2 separate regions of the Capsicum annuum genome follow, and region 2 is linked to region 1. The links are chromatin contacts, called in public Hi-C maps. All regions are on one chromosome and are shown on one strand. Each heading gives the region's core, a stretch centred on a gene start, on an enhancer-like site or on the middle of the called end of the contact. The rest is flanking DNA. Distances are from core to core; before and after follow the strand shown. Region 1 holds the start of LOC107849573 (WAT1-related protein At1g68170). Region 2 holds the start of LOC107849284 (nucleolin 2-like).

The links. A called contact is a pair of places that touch in the nucleus more often than the background predicts.
Region 2: a Hi-C map of pericarp shows a contact between it and region 1, with 3 times the contacts expected there. The contact joins the promoter of LOC107849284 here to the promoter of LOC107849573 in region 1. A contact is called at or near these places in 4 of 5 Hi-C or Micro-C datasets (bud, leaf, pericarp and 1 more).

What each region holds. Positions count from the first base shown.
Region 1 is chr12:43,378,225-43,385,169 of UCD10Xv1.1, forward strand. It overlaps LOC107849573 (WAT1-related protein At1g68170), which reads left to right and starts at 4,130. Exons shown (of 8, transcript XM_047401019.1): 1 at 4,130-4,437; 2 at 5,968-6,030. The coding sequence starts at 4,238.
Region 2 is chr12:43,547,355-43,554,299 of UCD10Xv1.1, forward strand. LOC107849284 (nucleolin 2-like) reads left to right here and starts at 4,013. Exons shown (of 4, transcript XM_047401021.1): 1 at 4,013-4,102; 2 at 4,177-4,283.

The sequences.
Region 1 (6,945 bases), core at 2,880-5,379:
AATTGATTATACTGAAGTTTTTGCACCTATGGCCAAAATGGATAAAGTAAGAATCATCATAGGCTTTGCGGCTCAAAGGGGTTGAAAATTACATCAATTAGATGTCAAATCGGCTTTTCTATGTGGTGAGTTGAAGGAAGATGTTTTTGTAGAGCAACCAAAAGATTATGAAAAAAAGAAGAAGTGAACAACTGGTGTATAAGCTACAAAAGACACTTTATGGACTAAAACAGACACCTAGAGCTTAGTTTAGTCGAATAGAGTCCTATTTCATCAAGGAGGAATTCAAAAGAAGCTCCAGTGAACTAACACTCTTTGTTAAAAGAAAGAGAGGTAAAATTCTCATTATGAGTATTTATGTTGATGATCTTTTATTTACTGATGATGATGAAGAGATGTTCGGTAAATTTAAATATTCCATGAAAAAGGAGTTTGATATGACGGACTTAGGTCAGATAAGGTTCTTTCTTGGAATTGAGGTGATACAAAGACCTGATGGTGTCTTCATATACCAAAGAAAGTATGCAGCTGAAGTTTTAAGCCGATTTAGAATAGAAAATTATAATTTAGTTTGTAATCCTATCGTTTCAGAATAAAAGATTAGAAAAGATGAAGATGGCATAAAGATGGATGCAACTCAATACAAGCAGGTAGTGAGGAGTCTGATGTAACTCACAGCCACTCGTCCTGATCTCATGTTTGTTATAAGTCTTATTAGTCATTTTATAGCATGCCCAACACAACAAAACTTTGCAACAGCAAAAAGAGTATTAAGGTACTTAAAAGGTACTGTGAACTATGGTGTGTTTTAAAAAATGAGGGGTGCTAGTGAGTTGGTTGGATTCACTGATAGTGACTATGCTGGCGACATGGACGATAGCAAAAGTACTTCAAGCTACGTGTTTATGATGAGTGGAAGAGCAGTAGCTTGGTCGTCCCGAAAGTAACCTATCTTACATTGCCAACTACAGAGGCTGAGTTTGTTACAGCTACTGCATGCGCTTGTCAAGCTATTTGGATGAGGAGGATCCTAAAAGAAATTGGTCATTTGCAGGAAGCTGGTACAAAGTTAATGTGTGATAATGCTTCAACTATTAAGGTGTCCAAGAATTTGATTTTACATGATCGTTCTAAGCACATAAGGGTAATATTTCATTTCCTAAGGGATCTTAATAAAGAAGGAGTTGTTAACTTGTTTTACGGTACTCGAGATCAACTTGCAGACCTGCTGACAAAACCTCTCAAAGTGAAAGCATTTCAAAAACTGCGTGAAGAGCTTGGCATGTGCACAAATTCAGATTTGAACTAATTCTTGACAAGAGGAATGAGTTCAAGGGAGGGATTGTTAGTAGACTTTGAATTGGTCAAGGATTGTTCCATGAAATTCTATTCTTTAGGATTGATACACGTTTTTTTATTTTATATTATCCTAACTACTTAGCAGTTTTTGTGGTCTATTATTTCTCTTCTTGTTAATTGTAGGTCTATATTAAGTCAAGAGTCTGCTCAATAAAACTATCACTTAAAATCTCAATTGTTTGTGTTTCTCTTTTCAACTATCTTTGTTGTAGATCTTTACAAAAATCTCACTCCAAATTTCATTTGTTCTTCTAATAATACTGGACGAGGAAATCACATACACATCATATTCTACCTGTTGAATATAATCTTAAAGCAATTTCAGAAAATCTATAGAAAAAACAAAATACATAAATAAGTATTCCTTCTATAAAATTTAAATTTTTTATTTAATTTTATCTCAGATGAGATATAAATAAGTTTATTTAAAAATTTTATTTCTTTTTTAAAATTTCATGCTCAATTAAATCGTATCAAATAAATTGAGACAACAAAAATACGTAAATGGGGATTGAATTTGGTCACGTATCTATAAGGTTCTTAAATAAGGAAAAATGACATGTTTGGTGTTACACGTTTTTCTGGTAAATATCTTACTTGTATTAATTACTCTACTTTTTTTCTTAGAGAATTTGACATCCATCAAATTGTAGAAATACATGATGTATAGTGAAACAAGGAAGCCAAAAGTAGAAATACATGATGTAAGTGAACAAGGAAGACAAAAGTGCACAATTTTCGGACTACGCTGGTAGGGAGAAAAACTTTTTTTTGGACTTTTTTTTTTTCTTGTCACAATTTTGAAAAAATATTTGCTCTACAGAATAATTTGCTTAAAATAAGAAAAACTACTTTCCTAGTGAAAATGGAAAAACAAGTTTCAAAAGTAAAATATTTGTCCCATTCACGTAAGTAATATTTTCCTTTTTTCTTTATGAATGTTTATGTAACGGGATTAACAAAGAAGGAATTTAGTTTCCCGGTAATTAAATAGGAGTATTTTATTTTTCCTCTTCTTTCCCTCTAAATGTGTCAAGGAAAATTAAATGCTCGAGTAAAAACCGTAAACTAATTATAAAGTTAATCAAGAACTCAATTCAACATAAGTACTTAGTAACTATCATACATGTAATTAGCGCTGTTTTAAGAAGAGATGCAAGAGGATTACGTACAATAATTTTCTTGCAACTATATACGCTCCATCTGTAGTAGCGAAGTCATAAATTTCACTAAGAATATTTAGGAATTAATATAAATACATGAAAGGTAATCTATGACATATATATTTCATATAATTTTCTCTATACAATATAACTTTTAGACGAAGGGTGTTCGACTGACCACCCTCCATTGCATGTGGCTACGCTACTATTCATCCATCCATATTTATTTGTTCATATTTGATTTGACATCCACTATAAAAATAATAAATAAAATAATAATTTTACCATATCATCCTTATTTATTATAGGTCATCTCTCTCATTTGGAAATGAATAATTAATATGTTTGCTTAGGTTAATTGAATTGAAGCCTTTAAATTTGACCAGCGCCAACCTTCTAAGTATGCACTTGAGAAAATGAAGTGAAAATGTAAAGAAGATGAGACAAATCCTTTTGGTATTAAATATTCTCTTCGTCTCAAATTACTTGATATGTTTGATTTTTGCACAATTCTTAAAGACAAATTAATAAATGACGCAAATTAACTAATATGACCCTATTTAATCTTGATTAGACGAGTTTTTTCAATTAATATGAAAATAGTCTTTACTATTAAGGGTAGAGTTGGAAAAAAATAGTTAATTATATCTTGATCATTTAAACATTTCAATTATTTTGAGACAATCTTTTTAACAAACATACCAAGTAATTTAAGCGGAGAAAATAACTACAAAAAGTAGTATAATAGTCAAAGTTTTAAAATATCATTAATAATTGTAGGTTAATTTGATAATAATAAAAAAAAATCTTTTAATAAAAATTTTCTTCAAGTGGTATGTCAAATTAACATGTACTCACTCTGTCTCAAAGTATCCATCCCAAATTGAGATGACACATTTATTAAGAAAAATTATTAATAATATGCTTAATTTATCATAATAATCCTATTAAATGATGTTTACATTTTAATTTGAAGAAAACATAATTAATGCAAAGGGTAAAATATGGAAAAAAAAATTATCTCTTCTTGATTAATGAAAAAAGATAAGTAAAATGCGAAATCAAATTGAAAAATTTGAAACGGTGGGAGTAATATAAAATTAATTAACCTCGTGAAACGGTGACATTTGCCGCCAGCAACGGCTAACTATTACCGGCCAGGGGCCGCCTATGGTCAATTAACAAAGAAAACATGTGCATTGAAATATGAAAAATTAACAGAAAAAAAAAATACTTTACACCCAAAAAGGAGGGGGGGGGGGGGGGGGGGGGGGGGGGGGGGGGCAGTTAATATATTATTTATTTGAATAATACTATTATTATCAAATAAGTAATTAATAAAGGCTTTAGAGAGGGACAGTACAAGAGGATGGAGTGGCCCTCCAAACATGTTTGTGTATTGTACTTAAATAGTGTTAAAAGATCCCTTCGGAAAGACGTAGCTATTTCACCATAAAGCTTTTTACTTATTAAATGTTTGGAAAAAAAAAAATTAAAGTAGAATAAGACATGACTTGTCTACAAGATGGTGCATGCATGCAAGAAAAAGTAGTAGTAAAATTGTGCTGCTTGAACACGCAATTTCGCTAATAAAAAGGGCCAAACAATTGCTCATTTGGTACAATTACTCTTAGTACTAACTCTCTCAAAAAAATATACTTCACTCTTCTTCATATTCTTCTTGTTGTTGTTGTTGTTCTATTCTGTGTTCCAATATGGTTGTAATTGAGAATTATACAGGATTTGAAAGAGTGAAACATGTAGGAGCAATGACTTTGGCAGCAGTGTTGCTGGGAGGAAATATTGTATTGTCAAAAGTGGCAGCAGATGATGGGATGACTATGAGAGTTATGGTTGCTTATAGATGGATCTTTGCTACTGCCTTTCTTGGTCCAATTGCTATCGTTGTTGAATGGTAATAATTAACTTGGCTTTCTTTCATCTTCTTGCTTTCATTCAATCAAAATTCTTGAGAAATCAGACTTGTCAGATGCCTCAAATGGTGCTAGTACTAGCTAAAGAAATGCCACCAAATCCGTAGGAAATTGGCTCGTTCTCAAACATGTTTCTGGTGAAGAAAACTTCATATTTTCGATGGCTTTCCTACGAGAACGTTGATAAGAAAATTCTCATATTTTTAGTGGAAACAAGAACACATTCCCATAATTAGCATTCCACATTGATTGTTTCTTCAAATCCTCCAACAACACCTCATCCTCATCTCCACCCCAATAGCCCCCATCACACCTGTACCCACCACACCCATGCATATATTTCTTATAGTACTTATCCAAATTATATACAAATGCTTTTAGAATAATATTTTTGATCATGTATCAAACACACACACAAAAAAATAAAAGAACCCATATATGCTTCTGAAAGTATTTTTCTCGGAAAACATTTTTCTTTGTACGGACACACCCATAAACTTGCTCATTTGTGGTTGGTGAGTATGTCTCGTCTTATGATATGTTCGTTATTTCACAATAACTTTAGTCATAATTAATTAACTGGGCATAAAAACAACTTTAAGTACGATATCAATCAATGTAAGAAAAATTTCAAGAAAGATAATTACACTCTTCCACCCCATGTGACACTATTACAATTGTAAAAGTTACTAATGAGAATTTTATGTGACCACAAAATTTTAAGAAATTTTGAATTTTAATGCCATTTTTAAATATGTAAAAAGGTGAAGAGTTTATATCTCCATCATATATAGTTGGCAAAGTTATTTGGTATTTGCATTGATGGAAAATAGAAGATATCTAATAAAATAGTTGAGATGACACCTAAATTCTTTCCGAAATTGAATAATTTGACTATTGATCGTACTTGACTCTACCACATAAATGGAACAGAAGAAATAGTTGTTAAAAGAGAAAGCAAAAATAAAAGATTCTAAAACAATCTTTTCCAAGTTGAATAAGTTTTAAAGTAGTGATACTTAACAGTACAAAATAAAAACTATGGGTAAATATGTTCATCAACATGGCTTGTTTTAGAAAAGAATACTTGCCCCTATCTTTCTTGAGTATCGCTTTTGACCCCACCAAGTCTATTATATGCACTTTTAGTTATTGCTTTTGCTCCACCATATTATGTTTTGTGTCCTTTTTATTCTTTTATTTTGTCAATTCCAAAAATACTTCTCTTTCCCTTTTTATTGGTGATGAATGTATCTTTGCGACTTTGACGACTTGAGACTTCTTGGAATAGTCATATCTCATAAATTTTAGAGTCACACATATTGATGTCAACGAGATACTCACACTCCATTTACCTAACACTTTTTATTTTTTTGTATTATACATGATTTGGCTTTTAGTTTATTAAGCAGTAAGTTTTTAAAAATTATTTTAAAATTATGTATATTTGTGAGTTACAATGCAAAATATTTTATTTGACAAGAATTGATTTTGGTTACCTGTTTTTGTAGGAATAAGCGGCCAAAACTAACTTGGACTGTTGTTGTGCAAGCATTTCTCTCAGGGCTACTAGGGTAAGTTACATGCAACTAATATGACTTCCAACCAGAGACGGTGGTAGAGGGTATTTGGGATTTGGTCGAACCCAATAATTTTTATGTATACTTTGTATTTATATTATAAAATTTAGAAATAATATATAAAATATATAGTTGCGAACCCACATACAAATATGGGATGCTGGTACATTAACGGAGGAGAGGTGAGAGTAAAATGTCTTCCACCTTAGAGACGTGGGTTCAAATCCTTTTTATTCTTTGCCTTAAAATTCTAAATCCACAGACCTAAAATCCTGACTTTACCTCTGCTTCCAACAAGCCTAATCTCAAATTATTAAGGTAGAAAATTGTGATAAAGATAACTAAAAGAGAGATTAACATAGGTAGAATGCCTAAAGTTCCTCTAAATTTGACGTTTTTATTCAAATCTCTCTTAAATTATATCAGATTCTAATTACCTCCATATATAAATCCAATTATTATTTGAGGGGGTAACGATTATAGAAAAGCTAAGTACCAGGCATAATTAGGATCAAATATAGGGGAGACTTAGAATAAAACGTACTCCCTCCGTCTCATTTTATGTATCGTCATTTGATCGGGTACGAAGTTTAAGAAAAAAGGGAAGACTTGGTAAAGTTTATCAAATTATCCTTTATCAAAAAATGTGTCAATATTTTTTTTTTAATTAAGTGGGACCAATAAGGGTAAAAGGGTAATTATATTTTTAAAAAGTTGCCTAATAAGGAAATATGACACTTAGTTTAAGACGGACTAAAAAGGAAATGATGGTGAGTATCAAATTTAGGGGGTTTTGGTTATTCTGCCAATTAATAACTTCATTCAAACAATTGGGATCCAAATCAGTAACTCGTTAATGCAAGGTTAAGCAATAGAACTTTATCAACAAACTGCAGGAAGTAAAAATTT
Region 2 (6,945 bases), core at 2,763-5,262, 170 kb after region 1:
GTGGGATGGACCTCATCAGCCTAGGTGTTCTGATCATTAGAGCAACGTGGAGGCATGCTAGCTATTCTAAAACACAAGAGAACAATGATTTGGGGACATTTAGGGGACATTCTAGACTTCACAGCATGAACTAAATCACAAAGAAGGGAGATATTCCTACATGCCTAGTATCCCCCTGCTTATAAGTGTGGCGCGCTACACACCCATAAACAAGACTCTACCCGACGCGATTTTATAGACACCCTGGGACCATGAACCGTGTTCTGATATCAAGTTTTTCACGACCTAAAATAGGCCCTGGACGTGATAGGCATCCTGAACCATGAAGGCTCGAGCGCCCCCTTTTCAATAGGCATTCATACACATGTTTATACAATATTAAGGGAAAATAAGGAAAATAGATTTATGCGAAAACATGGTCTGTAATATCATACTACTGAAAAGTCAAAAGGGTTCAGTAAACCTTCAACATCATCTAAAATCTATCTGCAAAATCTCTAATACATCAAAACTAGACATCACAACCAAAAACTGGGACAAGGCCCTCAGTAGACCCAAATCTAAATAAATAACAAATGTCTGAAAGGAACAGGCCTTCCGGAGAAAAGAAGTCTCACCAACTGCACACTGCTAACTGATGGCTCTACTTCTTAACAGGACCCCTCGACTGAGCCTCAGACCCTGAGAAGGTAAGGGGTCAATACAATTGTACTGGTACGCAGAGTAATCCAAAAATAAAATACAACTTTTATATAACATAAGTTAGAACTATTATAAAACACTTTAATGCAAAATTATTTGAAAACGCATAGGCATAGTATAATGATTTTTCAACAATAATGTAGTACTATTGAGCTAGGTGGTACACCTTACAATTTTATATTTTCACCAATTGCCAAATCTTGGTTGCCGCTTAGATTGGAATATTAGTGAGGGGAGGACGCATAAGATCACACAGCAGGGTGTCACAACCTCAATCAAGTAAATATGTCGTGGTTGGGCTTAAGATCACAAAGCAGGGCTCCTAACCATTGGTCCCAATTTTGAATGACATAGTACTAGATACACAAGATCACATAGCAGGGTACTAAGTTCCCGTGTCATTAAATCACGGTTTCCAGCATAGAGTCATTTGACTTGTATTCTTCGGGTAACCACTTAACTCACACCAATTTAAACTTTAGGCTTGATTTAAGACAAAACATGCATCATACTCGCAACATTCTTTTCTTCTTTTCATTCGAGGCAATTCCTCCGTGGGGTATCGTCATACCCCGACTTGCAAGCCATTAGTACTACATAAATTCTCAAAACCTCTTATGCAAATCATATTATGAACACACATAAAACTTCCATACATCAAATACATGCACAAAGATTCCCAACACATAATAGTCAAGAAACTTCATCATTTATAAAGTAGTACAGTAATGGTTATAAAACTCATGTTCTCAGTAGTTTAACACGAGTGTCATGTGGGGTACAAAAACATCATCATGGGGAAATTAAAGAATTCACAATTCATATTCATCACACCCTTTGAAATTCAAATCACATGTCCACAAATTCAACAATTGAGATATATAAGCAAACAACCCCATGATCTTTCAATATTCTTTTCAAAATCATATCACAAAACATGATGTTGGTATTAAAAACGAAACCCCACTTAAAATAACATATATATATATATATATATATATATATAACTGTTATTTAAATTCATATCAAAATCATGCCCATGAGATTTAGAAAAACCCCACGTACCTTAATTCTAAAGAATTCGTGAAGAAGTTTCGAAAAGATTGGACCTTTAAGCTTGTGCTCAAACCCTAGTTGTTTTCTCGTCTTGTGTTCTTAAAGGATGAACTAGGGATCTTAGGAGAGTTTAGACGTTAATAATAAGCCTAAATTCGTTTAAGGATGATTAGGAACGATTTTGGGATGAGAAAGGACTTAGTTGCCCTTAAAATGACTTAAAAATGATGAATTTACGTCGTTGGGCCATAAGGTATGCGCCGCATTGCCCATCACCTAAGCTAGGCTGGGCGGCGCATTGCCAATCGCCTAAGTTATGCTGGGAGATGCCTAACCCATTGCCTAAGCTTGGTTGGGCGGCGCCTAACTTATGGCATAACCATTCCAGTTGACTTAGGTGATTTGTTAGGCGACACACTCCAATTTGTAAAGTCATAACTTTTCGTTTGGTTATCGGATTTAGGCGAAATTTGTATTGTTGGAAAGCTACTTTGAAGAACTTTCATTTGATATATAGTAGGCCTTTTAATTCGATTTATACAAATAGTTATGGTCGATGGAAATTGACTCAAGTTAAATTATCCACTAAAACTTAATCGATAAAAATGTTTTCAACTCGTCATTGAGTTAAATGACCTCTATGATCTCAATTGTTGCTCAATCAGATTCCCACACTACATAATTGATTGACACATTAAATTTTCATAGGATTTATGGATTTTAAAATATTTACACGTGGAAAAGATGGTTTACATTCTAGCCTGAAATGTGGGTTGTTACAGCTGTACCCAAACTAGAAATCTGAAAACAAACAGAGATCCAGATCGAATTTGGATGAAATCTGAAGTGAACCGGGGTGGTTAACTATTTTCATGTCTTCCGGCAGTGAAGAAAACCAAAGTAAACAGATTAAGTGGGTGCAGCAGTACCGTTTTCCAGCAAGCTCTCGCCGGAACAATCAACCTCCATCGTTTTCTCTCCCTCGCTCCCCTTTTCTCTCTCCCTCACGCCATTTGTCACTTCTTTTTCATTGTTTTTTTTACTCTGTGTTGTGTTTAGTTGTGTCCTCTGGTGTCTTATGTGTGTGCGCATTTTCGGTGGCTTTGTACGTCTTTTTGGTGGCTGTGTTAGTCTATGCGTGTGTGAGTGAGTGGAGGTGAATTTGTTGAGAATGTGTGTGTATATGTTGCTTGTGTTGAATGGAAATGGAGGTGTATTTATGGTGAGTTTCTATGTATGTATTGTGAATTGAAAAAGATGGTTAGTGTAGAGAATTGTGTGTAGATGGAAATTGGTGAGGTGTGAGTGATATAGTATGTGTGAATTTAAAATTCCCGTGGGGTCCCTCCCTTTTGCCATTCTGTTAGTGGTAAAAAAAAATGTGATTAGGGGAGTGTGTGGTGGGGGTGGGGGTCAGGGTAGGGGTATATGAGGGGTAGGGTCAGCTTGTTAAATTTGTTAGGGTGAAGTCTCAAAAATTGGTTGAGAGTTTGTTGGATTTATTATTGAGTAGAAATTATCACATGGGTCAAGGTCTACGGTAAAATGAGGATAAATGAATAAAAATATTCTTTCGGGAGGAATAAAATTACGTGTCTATAATAAGTGAGATATTCAAGATAAAATTGATGTATAATTCAATTATTAGCTACTTTATATCACGTGAATAGTTGGAACATGGAAATATGCTCAAATTTGATCTTTCAGTTGCTTAATAGAAATCTTGCACGTTTGTTGTACTTTAAATTATATTACATAAAAATAATAAATAAAAATAATAATCTTTTTAAAAATTGAGAATTAAATTAAAAAAATTAGCTAGTCACGGATTAATAATAGAGATGAATGCACATTAATACCCGATGAAACCATCATAAGATAGTTCACCCTCTATGTTATCAAAACGTCAAAAACTATATTATATCTACAATCCGACTTTATTTCTAACCTTACTCCGCCACACTAAACCAAAAAATGTGTTAATGATGTAAAAATTATTTATGAGTTAGTTACATGCATATTTAGATGAGAAAGTATTAATTCATAACTTAATTCATAACTCTAATAATATTAAATGAAATATTATTACATTTTAAAATTATATTGATTGTGTGAAAAATTATTACTTACAAATCTTGGATAAGAAAGTCAGTTGAATCTCCTTTGTCGCTCTATATAAAATACATTATTTTATATTTCTATCTCAATTCAGTTAAAGCATTATATAACTTTCTATTCAAAATACTTTTCGATAAGAAAATTATGAAATCTCTGTTACTAATAGAGAATCTCCGTCTTGAGAGTTATCGTCTGATACTTTGTCAGATTTCATTTACATCGATAAGTATAAAACTTATACCTCATTTTTTTTTTCATTATCATTCACTAGTTTTATGACTCTCTCTCCCCCTTTTTCAGAAAACTTTCCGACAACATATCTGAGAAGATCTCCTTTTTTATTATTGGGAATCTCCACCTTGTGGTCGCCGTCAAAACATTTGGTCAGACTTCATTCGCATCGATAAGTATAAATTTTTACCACCTTCTTCTTTTTTTTTGCCTCTATCATTTACCCATTATATGACTCTCTAATTGTATCTAATTCATCCATTTGTCGTCCATCCATTTGTTCATCCATCCACCCAACTGGAACATGTTTGTCTTCTTTATCGCTCTTTTTTGTGTGTTATGACCGTTTAATCACAAACAATGGTTCAATGATATATCTAAGAATATGATTAGATCTGATTTGTTAGTATTTTCAAAAGTTATTTTATATATATTTGAGGTGCGACCTTTTATTCAAATCCTACGAAAGAGGAATATTTTGTGCTCCGATTACTCTTGTTTAAAATAATTTTTTAAAAAGGGAAACATCATGATCATTATCCTGAAAGTAACTTTATAATTGAATTTAATTATAATTAGTGTACTTATACAGTTTTAGATTACTTATCTATCAAATATAAAACTAGTATAAATATTTATTATGGAATTTTAAATTCCTATTTATTCTTTTACTTTTTAGAAAATGCAATTCTTAGAGTTGGATATATTGATTATTCTATGCTATATTTTTTTGGTGAAAAACAAAATTTTTATTCAACCAAGCAAAACTATTTACACCTCCTACTCTTTGGACTTAGAAGCAGGATCTTACAAAACAAACTCTGGGACATCTATACATTGTCTTCCATCCTATTTCCCCTTTCTAGGAGGGGTGGATAAGATAGCTTCCTTTAACATTTACAACTCAATCTAGCAAGAGTACCAATTTTAATAATTTAGATTGTCCTTCCATTTACACTTTTGACCAATAATATAAATCAAGACTATAGTAGTATGGATGCTTACTCATCAACAAAATCTAGGGATAAATTTGATCATTTTTCAATTTTGCTCTGAAAAATTTGTTATTGTCACAGCCTAAAAGACTCTCTCTAAAGAAAACCCTACAAAACCAAAACCCTAGTATTGATTCAGGACAACATGGCCAACACCGTCATCGGTGAGACCATCCCTCCCAAGGACTTCTCTCGGTTACCCACACAAAAGTATCCTAACAATCTCACGTTGATAACCTTAGGCCTAGGGAACAAAATTTACCTCAGTATGTCAATATTATAATACCTAAGCCAACTATTCCTCCAATACCCTAAGTGCCACCAAAATCAATAGTAATGTTACATAAGAACCTAATATTAGGTGGAAGGTATCGAAAGTCAGATCTCTCATCATTCAGGAGAACTTCCAATACACCATTATGGGAAATTCTTATATAAAAATCCTGATATCAAAGAGCTAAGGAGAGCAATTCCAGCCAATGTGGTATCAAGAATGAATGCACAAATGGGTATTAGATTCCAGATATATCCTGATTAAACTTATGAGTTTAGAAGTTTATGTCCATTTATTATCTATAGTGACATTTTATGTATAGACCAAGGAGACGTATTGGCAAATCATAACCCTTAAATGGGATTTATAATTTGAACCCAATGTAGAAATGATGATAAGAGTTGCATGGTATCCTGACCAGATTTACCAGCAAATTCTTTGCCAAGAAGGCAATATTCTTATGGATTTTGCTGTAGGTCAATCCTTTATGATGGACATGGCTATTAGAAATAAGACAATGCTTGTGCTAAGGTCAAAGTTGAGGTAGATTTGACTGCCAAACTACCTAAAAGCATAAGAATAAATGAGGAGGAGGAAAATATGGGTGATATCAAATTTAAGTGGATCAAGATACAATATGACTATATTCTGAAATCTTGTAAAGAGTGTTTCCTTCAAGGTCATGACGAGGATAGTTGTTGGACCATTCATCCAGAGTTATTTCAAATAAAAATGAGGAGAAATGAAAGAAGAGGGAAATAGAAGATACGAACAAAGTGATCATTGGTACAACTGCTAAGTAGAGGAAAATCCTCACGAGTGGTAGAGTGGTTGAAAATAATTACAACAAACAAGAATGGATGAGGAGAAAGAGAAACAAGTATTGAAGGGACTAATATAGACATATCGAGGGAGAACATGAATATCAAGTTAAGAATACCTTTAAGGTATTAAGAGAGAATGATGAAGAGGATAAAGAATGAGAGGACAAGGAGAACAATGAGAATGAAAACACTAAAGACTATGTGAGTAGGATTTTTGATACAAAGAAGCAAAAATCACCATAGGTAAGAGATAAAATAAGTGAAGCAATATTGAGTGAACTTAGTGAAAAGGAAAATGAGTCGGAGAAGGATCGAGAAGAGTCAACTCAAATTAAGAGGAAAGAAACACAAGATAAAGGGGATGATGCTGAAGGAGCCACGGTGGTTTTAGAGGTTGATAATGATGAGGTCTTGTTGCTTGCAACTCTAAAGGGAATGTCTGAGCAACCAATTGAAAGTATTGATACAGATAACATAATCTGGAACAATGAAAATGTGGCTATACATGGGAATTAATCTCCTAAGTAGATTGACAAAATTAAGGAAAACCACACCAAGAAAAAAAAAGTGGGTAAGATGTCTCTGCCCAGACTGTGTCAAGACAAATAAGGAGAACTGCAACAACAAAAAACATTAAACCTCAATGTAAGTGCTAATATAGAATACTATGTTAGTAAATACCTAAATGCATTTGCTAGACTAGTGAATATGCATAAGAGGTATCAATTTTATTTTGTGGGATTGA